Linked DNA regions of Zea mays: all the other regions are linked to region 1. The links are chromatin contacts, called in public Hi-C maps. All regions are on one chromosome and are shown on one strand. Each heading gives the region's core, a stretch centred on a gene start, on an enhancer-like site or on the middle of the called end of the contact. The rest is flanking DNA. Distances are from core to core; before and after follow the strand shown.

Evidence for each region. A called contact is a pair of places that touch in the nucleus more often than the background predicts.
Region 2: a contact with region 1 is called in a Hi-C map of endosperm, with 2.5 times the contacts expected there. The contact joins the promoter of LOC100384293 here to the enhancer-like site in region 1. A contact is called at or near these places in 2 of 25 Hi-C or Micro-C datasets (ear and endosperm).
Region 3: a Hi-C map of endosperm shows a contact between it and region 1, with 2.1 times the contacts expected there. The contact joins the promoter of LOC103634565 here to the enhancer-like site in region 1. A contact is called at or near these places in 2 of 25 Hi-C or Micro-C datasets (bundle sheath and endosperm).

What each region holds. Positions count from the first base shown.
Region 1 is chr1:49,055,147-49,059,485 of Zm-B73-REFERENCE-NAM-5.0, reverse strand. It overlaps LOC118473606 (probable glutamyl endopeptidase, chloroplastic), which reads right to left. Exons shown (of 15, transcript XM_035963511.1): 12 at 4,096-4,245; 13 at 3,887-4,024; 14 at 3,132-3,412; 15 at 2,232-2,663. The coding sequence ends at 2,663. Among protein-coding and RNA genes, the nearest start is that of LOC118473608, 3.7 kb to the left of the region's middle. Within about 2 kb of position 2,100, at least 16 of the 20 cell types and tissues checked have an H3K27ac peak or open chromatin away from gene starts, as enhancers often do. A contact at or near this core is called in ear and endosperm, where this site is marked.
Region 2 is chr1:49,467,438-49,471,776 of Zm-B73-REFERENCE-NAM-5.0, reverse strand. LOC100384293 reads left to right here and starts at 1,790. Exons shown (of 19, transcript NM_001362343.1): 1 at 1,790-2,108; 2 at 2,414-2,488; 3 at 2,585-2,700; 4 at 2,820-2,931; 5 at 3,060-3,182; 6 at 3,284-3,331; 7 at 4,053-4,252. The coding sequence starts at 1,974.
Region 3 is chr1:49,421,936-49,426,274 of Zm-B73-REFERENCE-NAM-5.0, reverse strand. It overlaps LOC103634565 (ubiquitin-conjugating enzyme E2 32-like), which reads right to left and starts at 1,739. Exons shown (of 5, transcript NM_001347211.1): 1 at 1,471-1,739; 2 at 951-1,082; 3 at 782-866. The coding sequence starts at 1,584.

The sequences.
Region 1 (4,339 bases), core at 851-3,350:
GAGTGGAGAACCGGGATGCTGCGGCCGAAGAGCTTAATGGCGGCGTCCTATGCACAGTCCTGGTCCAGGCCTTCGGGCGCGGCCATGGCGCGCCGATCTCGGCCCCGCGGTCACCGGGAACAGGCGGCGCCTTGTGCGGAGGGCATGCGACGTTCCCGAGGGCGTGGTGCCGAGGAATGGAAGGGGGAGAGAAGAGCGACAGGAAGACGACGGTGATGATTGCGTGGGTGCTCGAGCGGAAAGGCGACCTGCTGGTTTGGCCTGGACTCTGGAGCGAGGTTGTGCCCGGGCGAGGAGAATTCGGTGGCCTTTTTGCCCCCTTTTCTGATGGCTGCAGGAGAAGGAAGCGCGACCGGGGCAGTCAGTGAGAATGTGATAGCGGGAAGCATGAATCTGCGCGCGATTTGTGGGCGCGGACAGAGCTGCCATGGATGGCGGCGGTGATGATTGCGTGAGTGCTCGAGCGGAAAGGCGACTGCCATGAATCTGCGCGCGATTTGTGGGCGCGGACAGAGCTGCCATGGATGGCGGTGGATTGCAGAGAGGAGCACGGAGCAGGGCAGACTGCAGAGGTGTGGGCGCCAAGAATCGTGGCGGACTGCAGAGAGGAGAGCAGGGCGCGGCTGCCATGAATCTGTGCGCGATTTGTGGGCGCGGATAGAGCTGCCATGGATGGCGGTGGATTGCAGAGAGGAGCGCGGAGATGGCGGTGATTCTTGGCGCAGATGGCGGGCGAGAGAGACATCAGAGAGGAGAGCGGAGTCGGACCTTCAAGAACCACACGGACCTTCCCTCGATGTGTTGATTCTCCTTCCATAATGGCGGGCGAGAGATCGGATGCTCGAGATAGGACAGCGGGGGCGGGGGCGAGGGCGAGACAGTGAGAGGAGAGCGGGCGACGGCAGAACCGTGCACCAAAAAAATGTGGACGTCTACACTAACGTCTTATATAATAGTAGAGATATAGGGAAGGGGGACCTGCCACCCCTCCACTAAGATTGTCTCCAGTAGGTAGTGTAAAATAGGGAACGCGAAACTTAAATGACACTATTTACATAGTAATATTTAAAAGAGAATATGATAGGAGTGTGCTAGAGACAGCCTAAGCGTCTAAGCGGTAGGTACCTATTGTCCCCCCGACCGAATGAGAGTGAGGCTTGCCACCTCTCCTAAAATTGTCTCAGGGGGTAGTATAAAATATAGGAAAGCAAAAACTATAGATGACACTGTTTACAGAGTAAGGTTTAAAATAGGAGATGTGATAGGAGATGAGATACGGGGTCTCCTAGAGATAGAGATGACAATGGATACCTGAAACCCAAAAACCGATGAATTTTACCCGATATGTAGACGAGTATGAGATGGTTTCTCTATCCGCGGGTATGTTAATGGTCAAGAATCTCTACCTGTTGGGTAGACAGATACAGGTATAGATGGATACTATCCATACTCATGTACCCATATGTAAAATATACCGACGTCATATTATTATTATCAATAATAAAGCAGATCTTAGCTAAAAAATCCTTCTCAACTATTATTTGTTTAACTATTATGTAATCTCATGGTTTAAGTTGAACTTATATTTGTGTGTTTATTTAACATTCTAAGTGATACAAATATTAGAATTTGAGACCTTACAGGTACGGGTTAGCCAACAGGTAAAATTACCCGTATAGGTATAATTTTTATTAGCCAACGAGTAAGTTTTTATACCCACAAGAGCAGATGAGTAACCTGACAAGTATAATTTTTATTGACGAGTACATGTATAAAATAAAATGATACTACTCGATGGGTATATACTCGTTGGTATCCCTAGCTGAAGCTACAAATCCCAAAAGGCCCGGGTGCAAAAAAAAAGTTCAAATAAATTTTACATCTAGGTGTCGGCCGCTCCTCCTAGGACGACAGGCACCTAGACTTGTACTTTTAAGAACCGCGATATGAAATGAAACTTCAAATATTTTAAATATAAAAACGAAAAAGTTACGCTAAAGCGGGCAACCAAACAAAAACCGAGCCAAACTCAGCTAACCCAATACAACCTACCCAACAGACCCGCACTGTATTGCAGTAAACAGGCCAAGCCCACCCAGGCTACCGGTAGCTACCCAGCTACCCAGCTATCCAGGCAAACCCGCGCCTCTCAAATGGGCAACGAATGTCAGTACAACAGCTGCAGTAAATAATGGTAACAGGTAAAATGTGACGATGCGAGACATTGGAGCATATGATAATCTCATTAGTTATTATTTTATTTTAGATTGCTGTCAAAGAAAACCAACGTATCAGTTCGCTGCCAAGTGCAAGAGTTGGGATCAAAACTGCAAAAGGCTATATTTCTGTACATGATATTAATCGCAAGAATGACTTCCATTGGCCATTACCAATAGAATACAAATTGACCCAAATATATCTGAGTGCAGTGGCCACCAGAGACTAGGCCTTTCTTATATTTGTGGGGTGGGGGTGGGGGGGGGGGGGGGGGGTAGGGGGCTCCTGCATGCCAGTAACATGATCACCTGCAGCAATCGAAACAAATATGAGGCCAATCAAGGCATCCCTGGTAGTCGGTTAAGGTAGAAGTGCAACGATACACTATTTTTTCCCTTTAGGCTTGCTGTCCAGGGAATGTTTCATGAACACCAACTGAAGTTGATCTGTACGAAATCAAGTATGTTATCATCTTTTCTTATGAAGAATTGAGAAAAGTATACAAGTCCATGCAGATGGATGCACAATTCAACCATTAAACACGACTCTATAAGCTGCACAAAATAAAACTAATAAGTTACCGAAACTGAAACCATTTGTTTTATTATCATTTGGTATTGACATGCTTAATTTTTAAAATGCATCACAATAGATATTTGTCTACGCGATTGCATGCATTTGCACAGTAAGCGACTTAAGACATCATTGTAAGCAGCCTGCTCCGTGTGGGAACTTTGATATAAGATAATTAAGCAGATGAGATTTTTTTTTCAGTCTGTACAGTGAGCTTTAAAGCAGGTATCGCAAATACTACGTAAGACAATATCAGGAGCGCCAATTAACCCAACAGACAAACAAACAAACAAGTGTATCTTTTTTCTTCTTGAGAAGCAGCAACCAAGGAAAAAACTTACCACAGAAGCGATCTTGGTAATGATGAGAGTTCCTCAGGGTTTAGACCTTCACGGGCTGCACTGCCACCACTAGCTGACAATGTTTTGTTTTTACTGTCAGCCTCTGACACTGAGTCAACCTTGCTAGTACCATTTACACAGTAGTTCTGCAACCACCTATCGGTCTCCCAGAGGACGTGCATGATACTCTCCCTGGCAGAGTACCCATGGCTCTCAAAAGGAAGTATTACCAAACGAGACAGTGCACCATGACCTTTCAAGGCATTGAAGAATCGGTCTGACTGCAAAAAGAAAAAGGACAAACCATAAGATCAATAACGCAGATTAGTAAAAGTCACTAACCAGTAACAAAAATAAGCAGAAAATCAAATCATGAGAACATAGAGAATATTTCCACAGAAAATAATGAAGACTTGCATAAAACAACCAGAAGCAAACAAGTCAGTTTAATGGTAAAGACACTCCAAATCAAGCAGGTCTAATATCACATATGCAAAATTAAAATTGCTATCCTGGTACAACAATTAAAAGTGTAGTCCTTGGTAGCATGCGTGATTATACTTCTTACGAATCTACCTCTCACTGAAGAAGTTTGGGTCACTTGGACTACTTGTGTATGGAATATTACTCTTGTTATTGTTTGCTAAGATTCAAGCATCATATGCAGTAGGAAGCAGCAACAAAGTTCAAACACTTTTCCAGAGAGATTGATAGATTTCATAGGCTATGAGCAGGCTTGTAGCATAAGACTTGACCTGCATTGTCAATGTCCCAGAATTGTTGTCCTGCTCTCCATGGATAAGTAAAATTGGTTTCTTGATTTTGTTTGCAGACATGAAAGGGCTCATCTCGACATATGTGTTTGTTGCCTCCCAGAGTGTTCTATCCTCGTTCTGTAGAAAAAGCAGGTTGTTACTAAAGACTCAAAATCTATTCCATGTATAGAAACAGCATTTGTCTGTACCTGAAAACCAAATGGAGTTAGAGTCCTGTTGTAAGCTCCAGAGCGAGCGATTCCACAGCAGAAAAGATGAGGAGCGTGAGCCAGCAGATTAGCTGTCATGAATGCACCATATGAATGACCACCGACAGCAATTTTATCAGGGTGAGCCACCTAAGGAAATACAAGAAAAGGGATCATGTCAACTCTCAAAAGGTATCGCTCAAGATAGAAGAATGTTTTAAGTATATTTGCAAAATTGGAGGCT
Region 2 (4,339 bases), core at 541-3,040, 410 kb before region 1:
GTCGTGGTTTGGTGACGTTGTCGCGGCCGTCGTGGGCCGACAGCGTCGGCCCGGGTTCCTTCCTTGCGGATTCGGTCGGCGGGGACTTAATCGTTCGCCTCGCCTCGCAGACTTGCTCGGCGGGGACTTTGTCGTTCGTCTCGTCTTTCGAACTTGCTCGGCTGAGGTTTGGTCGTTTGCCCCGCCTCGCAGACTTGTTCGGCGAGGGCTTGGTCGCTCACCTCGCTTAACATACTTGCTTGGCTATGATTTGGTTGGTAAATGTCCAACGAGAGTTTTATGAGCCTTACCTCATGTACCCCTTTCTGGGTAACCGGCAGATCGTATGGTCCAAAAAGATTTTGATAATACTTATATTCCTTTAAAGTATCATCCCATTTGATGACTCTTCCCTTATCCTCAAGCTGGAAAATACGAGATTTACTATATTTTTTATTTGCTACCAAGTGAAAGAACTTTGTGTTATCATCCCCTTCTAAGAGATTTTTCTGATCTTTGGAACCACTTAATTTCTTTCTCCCTAGAAGTTGTTAGGAGTCTAACCTTCAAACAGGCTCTTACATTTGAATCAGAAGACGATAAGGTCCCCTTCTCAGCATTTTTATCCAGCTCTTCAAGCTTTTCCATCAGAGCCAAACACTAGTGGATAAAACCCAAAATTTCCTGAACGTGCATATTATATTGCTGAACAGCTGAAGCCTGAAAGCAGACACACGCGATCAATTACTCCACGAGCTCGCCCACGGCAGCAGTAAAGAAGCCCGTCCTACTTACTAAAGAACCCAATGTCCTGACAAAACACTGGCCAACATGATTAAGCAGCATGGCATCATCTAGGGCGCACCAAACCTGGAGTGATCAGCAAGACAGCAACTACATAAACAACAACCCAAGTCCTAGGTTGCATCAACGACGTCTTCTATAATCTAATGGATGGACGAATAAAGTATGCCATTTCCCAATGCCTGTCACGAGAAGGTCTCCGACCCTCCCAGAAATTTCAACTCCAACTCTTAATTATTCAATATGGCCGCGCCTACTATACAACTCTGCCCGTCAAAGATACAGATGATTATAAAACTGTTTGGTTCAGTCTTAGAATCTAGCTGTGAGGATTATGTGGGCAGGAAAATAAAGGGATATTTAGGATCTAGAAAGTGATAAATTCTTTTCTATCGTAATACTCGCCGATTGTATACTTCTTGGACGATTTTTGTAGAAACAATCTGAAATAGCTAGACATTTAGCACTCAGTTGTAGTTTGTGACGGCCAAAATTTGGATTTAAGCTGGGTCTATGCTCCTCTTCGTTTATGTTCATGGATGAGCTCCTCCAGCTTCCAACTTTCTATGGTACTACTGAACGGTTTTGACCTAGGGTCCCTGCCGCACAGGGAGTGGGGACCTGGGGGCCGCACTCAACGTTCAAAACGCAGGAGTCCGTCACAATTCACAAGTGCCGAAGTGCGTACTGGCGTGGGCACTGGGCAAGTGGGCAGTCAGCACGCCCCTGTTCTCACTTCACAGGTCACAGTGGCGCGTGTGGAAAGCGCAGGTCACTCGGCGCGGGGAAACACAGGAAAAGGCTGCTGCAATTGGCGCTGCCACCGAGGCCTCTCTCTTTCTCGGTTTCTCTCTCTCTCACGTGGTATCTCCTCGGCCCTCTCGCCTGTCCTCGCACACCAGCGGTCCAGGAGTCCAGCCCTCCGCCCGCCCCCCTCCCCTCCACCTCCCCTCCCAGGCTCCCACCCCAAATTCCCCCCTCCCACCCGTCGGTTCTGTAGCCCTCTACATTTCTGGGTTTTGGGTCGTCTCCACGGGCTGGGTTTGGGGTCGGTCGGCGGCGGCGGCGGAGCTAGGAGTGGAGGCCTGAGATATACTCCAAGCGGGAGTCTGGGCGCTCTCTGCGGTCGGAGAGGCGCGGGTGAGATCTACGAGGGCCGCTGCGTCGTTCTCGCAGGGCCGGCGGAAGACATGGGTTTCCTCTCGGCGAAGCTGCTGCCGTCGTGCGAGAGCGTGTGCGTGTGCTGCCCCGCGCTGCGCCCGAGCTCGCGCCGCCCCGTCAAGCGCTACAAGAAGCTGCTCGCCGAGATATTCCCCAAGACGCCCGTGAGTATCGTTTCCTCCTCTCCTTCGGTTCAGTCTACGCGCGTCTAGTTTAGGAAGTCCGGTATCGGCATTGCCTGGCTGTTGCGGCTGCGTGATGCATTGTGTCATTTTGGATCTGCAAGTAGTTGGTAACATGCTTCCTTATAAAATGCCTAGCGGAATAATATTTGCTCTGTCAATCGTGTCGAATCCTGTCTTCTCTAACTTAATTCTGTGGATAATGTTGATTTTAGTGCTGATTGTATGTGGCATTATTGGTCAAGTGTGTCGCTGCTTACTGTGTTTACACGCTCTACTTTTTGCAGGATGGTGCTCCGAATGAGAGGAAAATAGTGAAGTTGTGCGAGTATGCTGCGAAGAACCCATTGCGCATACCAAAGGCATGTGATGTTGCCATTTTGTGACGTATTGCCCTGCTACAGGACGATGTGGTTAATCATTGCTTGTTTATTCTTCACTGCTTGCCTGCCTGCCAGATTGCCAAGTTTCTAGAGCAGAGGAGTCACAAGGAGCTGCGCTCTGCCCATGTGAACTTCGTCAGAATCATCACTGAAGCTTACAGCAAGCTACTCTTCATTTGTAAGGAGCAGATGTGAGTTTGCTAATTTCTTAAGTACCACTTGTGCACTATTTATTGCAATGTTAACTGTTGATGATAAGGTTTTGTGGCAGAGTTCTTATGTTGTCCTACTTGCACATGTGTTGTTGCAGGGCATATTTTGCCATCAGCCTAGTGAATGTCCTTACCGAGCTTCTAGAAAGCAAGCAGGAGAATGTTCACATCCTTGGCTGTCAAACTTTAGCAAACTTTATTAACAGTCAGGTGGGGCATGACAGCCAGACATGTTCTGTGCTTTAAATTCTCACTTAATTGCTAATTGGTCATAATAATTTTTTGTTTGAGCCTTTGAGGTATGCTTTAGGATTCATTTTCCCCTCGCATATTAGCAGGTAGACAACACATATGCACGCAATATTGAAAGCTTGGTGCACAAAGTATGTGCACTTTCACGTCGACAAGGAGAGGATCACAGGCTTCTTAGGGCCGCAAGCTTGCAGTGTCTGTCAGCAATGGTATTACACACTTCACTTCTGTCCCCCGTTTACTTTCCTGACGTTTTCTGGCATTTCCCCCCTGAGATTTAAGCTCACTGACTATCATAATATTTCTGCAGATCTGGTTCATGAAGGAGCATTCATACATATTTGCTGATTTTGATGAGGTTGTATCATCTTTTCATAGCATTGACCTGCTGTTAATACTTCTGTTTGCCTTTCCATTATCTTGCTTGTTTGTACAGCTTATTTTCATGCTTAGAAATAACCAGCTTGTCCGATTAGACTTGCTTCATGTCAGTCTTCTCTTGCTTGAGTTGCCTTGTCTCGAATTCTGGACCTAGTACTATTTGAGGCTGCAAACTATTACGTTTTTCTTTGCTTATACATGGATGTTAGCTTACTGTTTTTTTTGTTTCTTCTATGAACCTCCGCCCTGAATGATTGTAGCATGGTGTTTTAAACCAAACGGGTTTAGCCTTGTCTCTCCTTTTCTAGGACAGACATGGTTGATCCATCTAGAAATTAGGAATTCTTTTCTTTTTTTTTGGCAAAAGCTGTCATTAGTACATGCTAAGCTGATTTGGTGTTTTGTGTCAACTGTCAAATTTAAACTGGATAAATTTTCTGCCAGCACTATTCTAGGTTTTGATCTATGGTCTAGTTCCTTGATCTTGTGTTGTATAAAACTCCTTTTATTTTTAATAAAGAGATACACAAGCCTTTTGTGCATTCTTGAAGACTATTCTGCTGCTGATTGAAGTTTTGACCTGGTCTTGCATTTTGTTTGAAGCTTTTCTGGTTGTTGTTGAATGCATTTGAGTTCAGTATTTCTTGAGTTGAATGCAATGATGAAATTGAAGATTTAATGCCCTGTGGATTTGGCAGATAGTGCATTCAGTGCTGGAAAATTATAGGACAGAGGAATCTAATGGTGGTGGTGATGACAGACATGCATTGCAGCATAATTGGGTTGATGAAATAGCAAGGTCTGAGGGTAGACCTGGTGTAGGTGGTGGTAATGATGTGAATATTAACACTACAACTATTAGGTTGCGGCCAGCAAGAAATTCGTCAGCTCTTACAAGGTAAGGTATCATTAGTTGTAGCTGGTATATCTCCCTTTCCATGAACTTCTGCTGAAAATATACGTTGTTGCTCATCACGCGACTTCT
Region 3 (4,339 bases), core at 490-2,989, 370 kb before region 1:
TAATCAAACATGCATTTGGTGGTTGTTTGATCTGCTCCCAAGAAAAGCTGCTCAGTGCCCCAGTGCATGCATCAACCCCAGGCATCCGATTTCAGGCAGAGCCAGGATTGCTGCCTAGCAGGGAGTGAAGAACACAAGCCTTATAGTTCCCAACTAAAAGTCTAAAAGTAAACATTACATAGAAAGTAAATGTTCCTCCTTTGGCCTGGCCAAGCAGATAAGTACTTGCCCCAGAACGATTTCTTAGGAACCAAAGAATCATTTTCTTCCGCACCATGAAAAAATGGTGCCAACACATGAAAGAGTACCAAGTTACTGCTACGTCTTGCTATAACAAAAGAAAGGAGTTCAAAGCATGCATGAGCAAAGAAAAACAAGACAACAGAAGACTTCTATGAACTGTAATGTTGAAGCACATACACACACATGATGCCTCTCAAGTAACGGCCTGATGGCACTGAAAACTGCCCACCAAAAAAGCATTGCAGACTTGAATACTCTCAGAAGCAAACCAACTGTTCAACCCTAGCATTCATATATTCATCTTAAGAATGAAGAAATGCATGTTTACTTTTGGCCTAGCCATAAGGCGGGTACTTGGCCTGATGGAAATCCAAAGACCAAAAGAAAAGAAATTTATTTTGCACCAAGCTCATATAGCCCACAAAATTATATACGAGTGGACGATGAATAATGTTGCTTTTCAGCTTACTAGAGGGGCCCATTAGCAAACAGAGCACTTGAGCAGTCATTTATAAACAAATGATGAAAGGTTACTCACCACTCCATGATGGCTGCCAGTGCTCAGGGTGATAATTGGATATGCTCAAACAAATCTTCTTCTGAATCTCAAAGCGTCCACTTGGCTTCAGCACATAGTGAAGTCAGCAATGGCTCACAAACACGTTAGTGAGATAACAGATGACAATTAGAACATAAATACTACATACCGTGAGTAGCATGAAGGACGGCGGCTTGAATGGATAATCCGAGGGAAGCTGGATCCTGCCATGATAGATTCCACCCTCAAACTCGCTGTCTCTCGGGCCAAGGATAGCAAATTGCCACTCGAAGATGTCTTCCTGGTCAAATGCATGTAAGTGAACCTCTTAGTAATAATTATTATACATAAGAAGCTTAGCAGTGAATCAAATTGGCATATTGAGTCTCATTGCAAAAAAAAAAAAATATTCCCTTCATTCGGAGATAAAATTTAAAACATACCCCACTTGATCCTCAACTACTACAGCAGCAAGTTCCTACTGCTAATTGATCGTATTAGCAGTTTAATTAACAGATCTAGAAAAAAACGCAAGCGAACCGGTCAACAAATTATCGAGACCCTAAAACGCCGAACACCGCAATAGAAAAAATACAATCAATAATCAATCGACATTCGATTAAGGCATGAATAAGATCAGATCGGACAAATTTCGTTATTATAGTGAGCGATAGGGTTGAGATTGGGACCTCGAGGGGGAGGGCCATGAAGTCGGGTGAGGGGTTGGACTGCATCTCCTTAACCTCCTGCAGGATCCGCTTCACTGCCGGGTTGCTTCGGTTGTACTTAGCCATGGTCTCCATCACTGCCTCCTCAGGGAACCCTCTATCCTCGCCGCGGCCGCCGTCTACCGACGCAAGGGTTGGGCAGCCAAGTTGGGAATGGAATAGAAGAGAGAGAGGACGAGACACAACGAGAGGTAGCGGAAGCGCGTGAGGTAGCGAGTGGCGACAGCCACTGGCCCACAGCCGAACAGCTTTTATATATATATATATATATATATATATATATATATATATATATATATATACTGTTATTATATATTACACCTGAGTGTATTCAATATAGAGAATGCACCCAGACGCAACCTACGCGCCCATGTGCACATGGTCCGACCCAACCTATCCACACAGCCGAACCGACGCAGCGGAACCGATATTGTGCCTTTTCACTTACCCGCGCCCGACTGCGCCTTTTTTCCACTTTCCTGGCCCTCCGCGTACGGCTCAATCCATTCTCTTCCCCGGCGACCTAGCCCTCACCGTAGCCGTTGTGCGCTCGCTCCCGTTCCCGTCTTCGTCCATCCCGCATGCTCCCGCACGCTCCCGCTCGTTCCCAGCTCCGGCCCCCTCCACACTTCTCCGCGAACGGATCCTCCGCTCCCGTCAGAATCGTTTGCTCGCCTGAGTCGTAGACCGCGAACGTCGACGTAGCCCGCGCCGGAGTAGTTTGCGCCCGCGACCGCCGTGTAAGCGCATCCGATCTCTCTCCCATTTCTCTGTCCCCATTTTTTGGATTTGTTTTGTTATTTTCGGTAATAGACAGGTAAACCCCATTTTTTCCCCAAGTGTTGCAACTAGTATTATTCGTTGATTGGAATTATTAATTGTTGTATTCTAGGTTATAATCTAGGTTAATGCGGATACATTTCATTTTTGAACAAGCAGTTTGTGTTCTAGGTTATAATCTCAGATGTTTCCACTTTTATTGTAACTGCAGTGTACCTTTTGTTGCAACTGGTCCATGACATAAGTTGCAACTGTATAATTTTTACTTTCAGACCACATACATCATTACTGTCTTTTATAACAGTGCTCGTATATAACTAGTTATTTGTTTAAATTCACTGTTGCAACTGTCCCAGTAGTAATTTTTTTAGCAGTCTTGTTGCAACTGGCTTATGTCGAATGTTGCAATTCTGTCCCAGTACTAATGTATGTGTGCAGCATTAGTGTGTATTGCAACTATTTTTTGTTCCTATTTTTGTACTGTGTGTTTTAGTTTGTTGATTAGCAATTTTTGGTTATGAGATCTGTACCATGTGTCTGTGCCCTCATGTTTTTTGCATTCCCATTTTTTCAGTGTTTTTTATAATGGATCAAGATCAGAATGTATCAGGCCAGCAAGGCGCTCATGCTGTCCGTCGCTCTCCCCGTGTTGAAAACAAGAGAAAGCAATTAGATAAAAATGAATTAAAGGAAAGGAAGAAGAGATTAAGGTTGAAAGTCCCTCCTATACAAGACGCCGAAAGTGATGATGAAAAAGACACAGAGTTTGTTCCTGGTGGCGATGGGTCTGGTGATGACAATGTTGGTATTGTTGGTGGAGATGAAAATAAGGGTATAACTAAGACACGAGCTATTCGATGCTCACCTGGGAAGTTTATAAAGCTTGTGAATTCTCTATCTGATGAATTGAAAAGTGAAGTGGTTGCTAAGGGGTTTGGCGGCCTGCTTAGATTCAAGCCACATTTATTGTCGAGAAAGTTGCTTAGCTGGCTGATGCGGAAGCTTAACCCAGAAACAATGAAATTAGAGATTGATGGTGGGAAAGAGATTCAAATCACCGAACACAGTGTTTGGTGTGTTTTGCAGTTACCAAACGTTGGCAGTGATCCGCCCCCCATGTCTGATGCAGATGCTCGTGCCTTGCGGGACGAGCTGGGGGAGCAAATTTGTGGGAAATCTTATAGACGCATATCTGGCATCAATATATCTGTTATCACTGATAGATTGCAGAAGAGGACTCTCAATGGGGAGCTGGGCCTGAGAGCCTTTTTCATGGCAGCATTTCAGTGTCTTCTATTCTCCAATACTGACACTCGCATCAGGATTGATGATGTGAAGTACACTCAGGACATCCAGAACATGGGCAACAAGAACTGGTGCAAAGCTGTAGTAGACAGGATGAGCATAGCTGCTCGTCTTTATAGAAAGGATTTTGCGGAGAAAGGCATTAACGCACCCATCAGTGGATGCGGGATCTTTGTAGCTGTAAGCTCAACACACACATTCAATTTTTGCCCTTGCAACTTACTCTTCCAATTACACAAGTAGTAATTTTTTATGTTTACTGTTACAACTGTCATATGTTACAAGTTGCAATTTGAGGGCATTTTTTTTATGATAACTTAGTTCACACATTCACATGTATTTTGTAATTTATGTTGTTCATAAAGTAGCAATAATTTTAGTATGAGGCTATTTCAACTGGCTTATTGCACCTGTGCCAATTTGGTTTACTTTTTTTCATTATATGAATTCAACCTAAAATACCCATGTGTCTTTTACCTAATGTTAAAAACATGCAGATGCTTTATGTCGACAACCTGCAACATGGATTAGACACAAGTCCTTTTTCAATCCCTCGATGTGCTTTCTTGGACTCCAAGATGATTGATGCTATAGCAAATATGGATCTCAGGGGAGATGTTCCTCCTGGGACCACTGAGTTTGGACACCTCAGGGTAAGTTGCAAATGATACTCCACAATAGTTGCAATTTGTTATTCATTTATCATTTTATCATTGTTTTTTACTTTCAGTTGAGAAGTATCACT